Regions from separate parts of the Sus scrofa genome. Here region 2 is linked to region 1. Evidence: chromatin contacts called from public HiChIP or PLAC-seq data. All regions are on one chromosome and are shown on one strand. Each heading gives the region's core, a stretch centred on a gene start, on an enhancer-like site or on the middle of the called end of the contact. The rest is flanking DNA. Distances are from core to core; before and after follow the strand shown. Region 1 holds the start of OTUD7B (OTU domain-containing protein 7B). Region 2 holds the start of LOC102162202 (histone H2B type 2-E).

Region 1 (3,754 bases), core at 549-3,048:
GGCATTCGGCTTCCAGATGAGCAACACCATTTCATTTATTTTACAGTACTGTTCAGCTTTCAAAATATCAACAGACTAGCACAGCAGGTTGATTACTAAACTTGAAAAGAAAGGCTCAAAGAACAATGAGGACAAAGAGTATAATTGTTTGCCTATAATGTATTCATTTGTAAATTATGCAAAGCAAATGTTTAATTACTAGTCTCATTCTCCCTAACCACCCAGCGTACGTCCTGTTGTCTTCTCCATCCCATCAGGAATACAATCCCATTTACTGGGAAGGAAATTTTCTGGTTTTTAGATTAGCTACCTTTTTGGACTAGCCTTACCACTACCTCTTCTCTCTACTTTGTCCTTTCTCACTTTAGAAATAGGTTGAAAGACAAAGGGCGCCAGCGTCCTCCAAGATCTAAATACAAAGTATGAGAAGCCAAAGACTGAACAATTACCAGCTTCTATATTTTCTAAAAAGTATTTTATGCATATATGTACTAAAACGAAAAGTCCTGCTAATTTTTGTTTTTGCATTCATGAAAACTCCCTGAAGAGCTCGGGAGAATCTCAACATAAAATTTCACCAGTTTCTTTTAACTTAATTTTTATATCTGTACTCTGCCCAGAGAAGCAACCGAAGTTCTAGAGACAGACTACCAAGGCATAGACGGAAAGAGGGGGTTAGAAAAAAAGAGAGAGGGAAAGAAAGAGGGAAAGAGAGAGACTCAGAGCGCTGTTCCTTGTGAGCCGACAAGCTAAAAATACGCCGGCCCAGTAAACAAATCCCATTCCATCCCGACCAGAGCCACACCGTTAACCTAGTAATTATGAGAAGAGGAGTGAGATCACGCAGCCCCCGGCTTACTCATCATCAGCTTCTAAAGTTTCCATCGGGCTCACAGCAACTTTTCTTTTTTCTAAAGTTCATAAGCCTACCGTAGAATCAGTCATTCTCCCTCCCTCCCTCTCACACTCACACACACACACACACACACACACACACACACTTCTTTTTCGCTCCCTTCCTCCATTACTGGACGCACCTCAGTTTGGCTATCCTTAAGGGAGAACAAGCTTGTTTTCATTCTACTTTTATATTGAGACTTTAAAATGAACTTTATCCTACTATGAGAGTAGTAGCCTGCACTCCTAACCACCTTAAAAGTCCACCATCCCTCTCCGAAAGTCTAGCTGATAAGGGAGGACCGTCCGAACTGCCCAGCAGTTGAGGAAGGGAGGCCAAGAATGGGGAAGGAGGGCTGGATCGCGGGACGCAGGTGAAAGGGAGGAGTAACGAGGGAAAGGTTGGGACGAAGCAAGGCACAGTAAGGGCGAGGAGGGGGTGCCGAGAGGAGAAGGCTCTGGGTGAAATATAATCAGAAAGGAGAAGAGGGACCGTGGCGATCAGAGGGTCAGAGTTTGGGAGTCTGAAGAGGCGGGAGGGGCGGGGGCAGACGGGGGAGGGTGACAGGGAGGGGGGCTCCGTTACCCTCGCGACTCCCGGGGCAAGGCCCTAGGCCGGGGCGGAGCGCGGGGCCCGGCTGCCTCTCCTCATTCCACGGCAGTGACCCCGGGGTCCGGCCGGCCCCTCCCCCGACGACGATGGAGTCGGAGGCGGCGGCGGAGAATGCGACCGCGGTTGTTGCTCCGCACAGGATCAGGAGCTGGAGCCAGACGGGACTGATCCGGACTGGCCTCCCCCAGTGGCTTTTTGCCTGCTCCACACTCGGTCGCCACTCTGACTCCGGCGGCTGGTTCAGGATCGTTGGTTTTCGGCCGTCCGGCCGGAAACAAACGCCGGTTTCCGGCCGGAGCGGGTTGGTGGTGACACCCAAGCGGCCCCGGGCCTCCTGCGCCCCGCCTCGCCCCGCCCGGCCCCGCCCCTTGGGAGCCCCGCCCTTAGCGCCGCTCCCTCGGCCTAGGCCAGTTTGGCGCTTGCCCGGAGCGTGACCCCGTGTTTTCCTGGCGCGTGTTCCCAAAGCCCCTGGTCTGCAGAGTTCTTGAACCAGAGCTGGAGAGGTACAGGGTATACCCTCGAGACTTTGAGGTGGAGTCGTTTGGACACAGCCCTTTGGGAAGCAGAGAGAGGAGGGGTAGTTCTAGGAAGGTGAGAGGGATGAGAATACTTTAGAAAGAGAAGACTGAAATTCTAGTTACTCTACGCAATCACTCTGGACTGACCAGAGGGAAATGAACAACGCTTCTTCCAGACCCGTCTCCACCCAGTTATGCACGCTTCATCCACTCATGAACTGAACATACCTTTCCCTATAAACACTCAATATTTATTTACTTGCCTAACGAGGATACCCTATTGACATTTCTGCCTTAGACTCTTAGCCCAATCAAAACAAGTTATGTAGTGCTTTTTTTGGTAATGCCTTTTAACAGCCTTGCAGCATAGTTCAATTCTCAAATACTAATTGAGTCCCTACTATGTGCAAGGCACTGTGCTCATTGATATTGGGAACACAAAAATGATTGACAAAATCCCAGGCATCAAGGATCTTAACACTTTAGTAAAATGCATCAAACTATTACATAAGGCGGAACTCTTATCAGTGCTGTGTGGGTTATAAAGACCTATGACTGTGAGAACATAACCTTTGCCTGACACACAGCAAACCTCCCATATTTGTTGAATGAATAAAGATTTGAAGAATGTGGACAGTTTCAAGTAAGAAGAGCCATTTCGTTAATACCTCTTTATGACAAACACAAAATGGGACCAGTCCCTGCTATAATCTGACCAAATAAATCCAAAATTTTAATTCATATTCCTAACATTGTGACAACTGGCTTGCATGTTCAAAATGTTTATTATCTAAATTGTGCTCCTTAGGCCTATTTAAAAGCAAATATTATAGTCAACTTTTCTGTCCCCTCATTAGATTCTGAAGTCCTCAGTTTCTAAAGGGAAGCCGTTTAGAATTACCCAGCTCAAGATAGAAAATTGACATCTGAAACAGGAAACTTCCTAGACAGCTATGTCTCTTGGGAATATCCTGAGTTTAGAGGTAAGGATTTAGGGCTGGGCCTAGGGTCATACCAAGGCCCAGCAGGAAAGAGTGCCTTGCATGAAGCATGCCCAGGAAGCATGCTCTGGGTTGGCAGGCAGAGCCATTTGGTCTGGGCTTCAAGTATATGGGAACTACAAATTTTAGGTATTGTTCAGTGGCAAATTTGAGGAGGAGTAGAATGAGGCTTGATCACCTAAATTAATTGTCACCAAACTCTGTTGATCACTTCCACCCCTTGCCAGCTAAGTCTGAGGTGAGAGGAAAAGCCCACAGGTAAGGAGCCTCAAAAATCCAAAGCTGGAGTTCCTGCTGTGGCGCAGTGGATTAAGAACCTGACTGCAATGGTTCAGATCGGCGTAGAAGTATGGGTTTGATCCCTGGCCCTGTGCAGTGCGTTAAAGGATCCAGCTCAAATTCAGTCCCTGGCCCGGGAACTCCCATATGCCACAGGTGTGGACATTGAAGAAAAAAAAAGAAATCTAAAACTGTCTTGTTTCACCAAGGCTGTCCCAGGACCAGGTTATGCCCATCCATTAACTATGTCTTTTTAGTTTTAACTCCACTACTGCAGGCTGATTAGGACCAGGTATGGAGTTCAAAGGCACTCTCCATCCTCAGTACAAGGCAGACTTTTACTTTTGGCAGTGACTACAAAAAGTTTCCAAATTTGAAAGCTGGGCCAAGTTGCCGGTCAAACCCATTTAAGTGACCACACTTTACAGGCTTGCCTGGAAATTTAG
Region 2 (3,706 bases), core at 1,024-3,523, 140 kb before region 1:
CCCAGCAGGTTAAGAAATTGGCATTGCAGCAGCTTTGGAAGTTAGCAACTGATTCGATCCCTGGCCCAGGAACTTTCATATGCCATGGGTGTGGCCACAAAATAATGTGTTTTTAAACCCTAATGAAGGTAGAAAATGTTAAGTTCTATGCTATATTTGGTGCTCTGAATTAATGAGGGAATAAATGAAAGTAGCTTTGCATGTAGCATTACAAGTAATACGGGGAAAAGACGATTAGGAAAAAAGGAAGAAAATGTCTGGGGTGGTGACCGAAAATGAACAAGTTCTTATCAAGGAATATGGGACGCACGTAACCAATATCAGTGGTTATCAAATATTTGAATCACCCGGTGTGTTCCATTGACTTCTCCTCCTTGCCTTTCAGCTTTTAGGGCCCCAGTGACTTGGGCCCTAGGGCTGAAAGGATTCAGTGGGAAGATGTAGGGTTTTAGGGACAGATAAGTTAAGGATCTGGTGGCCTTTGAATTGTTATAGGAAACACTGCTTTTAAAGAGAAGGAGACTAAACTGTACCAAGGAAAGTACAAATAGTTTTAAGGGAAAGTAGTTTTAATAATAAAAGCTGCCAATGAAGTCTCCGGAGGACATTTTATGATCAGCAGGCCTAAATTCTTGAAATCCCTAAACAGCTATAAACCCTCTTTCCTCTTCCCTTTCTTACGCAGATTACAAAATAGCAAAACTATAACTCTAAGGAATCGTGTATAGGTATCAGCATCTGGGCAAAGAGGATTTACTATAGGTAACAATATCCCTCAAGTATTATCTTATATTGACAGTGTTGACATCTTGAATTTGAGCAAAATATATTCAGTGTACACTCCTGAAAGGAATACCAAAGTAAGTTAAGAAGTGTGTGTAGACTAAAAATTACTTCAACCACCGTGTGGGTGAAAAATGCTGACTGCCATGTCAATAAAACATGTTGTGGCCATCAAGGCCTTAGTCACTGCAGCCACTCAACTGTGCACCCTGAGGGGAATCAGGATGGAGAAAAATAGAATACTGGCCCTAGATAGTTAAGGTGCATACCAAAGGAATAATTTCAATCAGCCTACTCTTGTATATTCCCATACAAAGAAAAGTGCTAAACTCTTGATTTTTCTTTTTTTAATTATTAGTCTTTTGTTCAACTACCTGGTTTGTTTTTGCAAAACTCCTATATGTCTTGGCTCCCCCTTGAGCAATCTATCTCCCGGCTGTCTACTGAGATTAAGTCCTCAGCAAGGATGCCAAATAAAACATAATTCTCAGCTTTCAAGTTATGGGGTTTTTGTTTGTTTTCAGTCAACATACGGAATCAATATAACCAAGTGCACTATAGGTTTTCTGTAAGCGCTGGGGCATGGTCTCTAGCATTGCTTTGTATTTTTACAATAACATTACATCTGGTTTCCTGAACTCAAAAATGCTTTTACAAAGTACTGACCAAATCTAACAGCTACAAGGTAAACACTGGTTAACTATTCTTTCTCAAAATTCATTACCACCCATCTCTCACCTTTTCACTGTGATGAAAAGCAAGTTGCCTGTAAATGAATGAACACTTACTCTAGCTAGATCTCAACCTATCTGTAAAATTTGGACCTATGCTGGTCATTCATGAGAAGGGAAACGCAGATCTTCAATAAGTTATACGTGGCACAAAAAGAACAGCTTATGAAAACGAAAACAAGATGACAGCTTCTTCCATTGAGAAGATGGGTGGCTCTGAAAAGAGCCTTTTGGAGTCAAGCGACCCGGCGATCGGGCGAGCGCCACTATCCCGGCAGGGACTCACTTGGAGCTGGTGTACTTGGTGACCGCCTTGGTGCCCTCGGACACGGCGTGCTTGGCCAGCTCGCCGGGCAGCAGCAGGCGCACGGCCGTCTGGATCTCCCGGGACGTGATGGTCGAGCGCTTGTTGTAATGAGCCAGGCGGGACGCTTCGCCCGCGATGCGCTCGAAGATGTCGTTGACGAAGGAGTTCATGATGCCCATGGCCTTGGACGAGATGCCCGTGTCCGGGTGCACCTGCTTCAGCACCTTGTACACGTAGATGGAATAGCTCTCCTTGCGGCTGCGCTTCCGCTTCTTGCCGTCCTTCTTCTGGGCTTTGGTGACGGCTTTCTTCGAGCCCTTCTTGGGCGCCGGGGCGGACTTGGCGGGCTCAGGCATAACGGCAGACACCAGCTGCAAAGGACAACCGGGAACGCAAAGGCAACAACTACACGGAGGCTACCGGAAGCGACTCGGTACTTATAGAGGCCGTACGCAAATGAAGGCTTGGGTTCCGCCGCGTTGCGATTCGCGAGTTTTCAGTGGCTCTGCTGCGAGGGGAGACGAGGTTATGTAAATGAGTGGATTCTGGTTGCGCTATCCTATTGGCCACCGGGACACAGATGTGCTCTAGCCAATCAACGTGCTCCGTAGCCAATCGCCGCTCTGCCTATAAAAAGGTGAAGCGGGGCCGTTTAGGGCGACTTTCTCGGTCACCTAAGCGGGAGCCGGTTGCAGTGAGTGTCGTTGTCATGTCTGGTCGTGGCAAACAGGGAGGCAAGGCCCGCGCAAAGGCCAAGTCCCGTTCGTCCCGCGCAGGTCTGCAGTTCCCCGTAGGGCGGGTGCACCGCTTGCTGCGCAAAGGCAACTATGCCGAGCGGGTGGGGGCCGGCGCGCCCGTCTACATGGCGGCGGTGCTGGAGTACCTGACCGCGGAAATCCTGGAGCTGGCGGGCAACGCGGCGCGAGACAACAAGAAGACGCGCATCATCCCCCGCCACTTGCAGCTGGCTATCCGCAACGACGAGGAGCTGAACAAGCTGTTGGGCAAAGTCACCATCGCCCAGGGCGGCGTCTTGCCCAACATCCAGGCCGTGTTGCTCCCCAAGAAGACGGAGAGCCACCACAAGGCAAAGGGCAAGTGAGGCCGGCATCCGGAAGCCCACCCAGCCCCGTCCGGAAGGGGCACCTGTGAAATCAAAGGCTCTTTTCAGAGCCACCCACTCTTTCAAATAAAAAAAAGAGTTGTTACACTAGCCAGCTTTCTCCTTAACTCCACCCTTGGTAGTAAGCACGGAGGTGGGCGGAGGGAGTGCCGTTTGCCCTCTACTCCCTGCCGTTCCTCACTCGCCTCTGGAACTAGGTGCTTTAGCCGTTATTTTGCTGGGAAGCGGGTGCGGGTGGGAGTGTGGCAAATCCTAGGATCTAATTAACGCAGGTAGAGGTAGCAAACCTTGCTTGGGCGAGCCAGGGTCGACTCGGCTGCTGAAAGTAAGCAGTACCAGGCGGCCGCGACGCTCTATCTCGAAGTCGGATGCCCGGTGAGCAACTGCAGTTACTTCCCAAGCCTCTGCCCAACACCTGAGGTCTAGCACCAAGGGGACGTTCCCTCGCACACGCGCACGCCCCGTACACCCCAGTCGGTTAGGGGATAAAGACGGTTTTCGGGAGCGTAGCGGACGTGGGTTTTGGCTTGAGCCCACCGTCTTTGGAAGGGGAGTGGGGGGAGTGAGGAGGCGCCTTCGCGGCGGGGATGGGGATAACAGGTCCTGAGGCTCTCGGAAGTGGAGTCTTGCTCCCGGAGAGGGCGCAGATAACCTTCCGATCCGAAAAGCACCAAAGGGCCGGGGGGCGGGGGGGGGAAGATCGGCCAGACTAGCAGCTAACCTAGGGGGTTCTGACAAGGTAACAAGGCGTTCAGGGGGCGG

Evidence for each region. HiChIP or PLAC-seq counts read pairs in DNA pulled down with a chosen protein or histone mark.
Region 2: a contact with region 1 is called in an H3K27ac HiChIP or PLAC-seq map of alveolar macrophages. The contact joins the promoter of LOC102162202 here to the promoter of OTUD7B in region 1. A contact is called at or near these places in 1 of 5 promoter capture datasets (liver) and 1 of 2 datasets of contacts at active chromatin or transcription factors (alveolar macrophages).

What each region holds. Positions count from the first base shown.
Region 1 is chr4:99,052,470-99,056,223 of Sscrofa11.1, reverse strand. OTUD7B (OTU domain-containing protein 7B) reads right to left here and starts at 1,798. Exons shown (of 12, transcript XM_001925669.7): 1 at 1,484-1,798.
Region 2 is chr4:99,188,072-99,191,777 of Sscrofa11.1, reverse strand. It overlaps LOC102162202 (histone H2B type 2-E), which reads right to left and starts at 2,273. Exons shown (of 1, transcript XM_013997205.2): 1 at 552-2,273. The coding sequence starts at 2,177. The coding sequence ends at 1,797. It overlaps LOC100624086 (histone H2A type 2-A-like), which reads left to right and starts at 2,364. Exons shown (of 1, transcript XM_003355215.5): 1 at 2,364-3,034. The coding sequence starts at 2,402. The coding sequence ends at 2,923.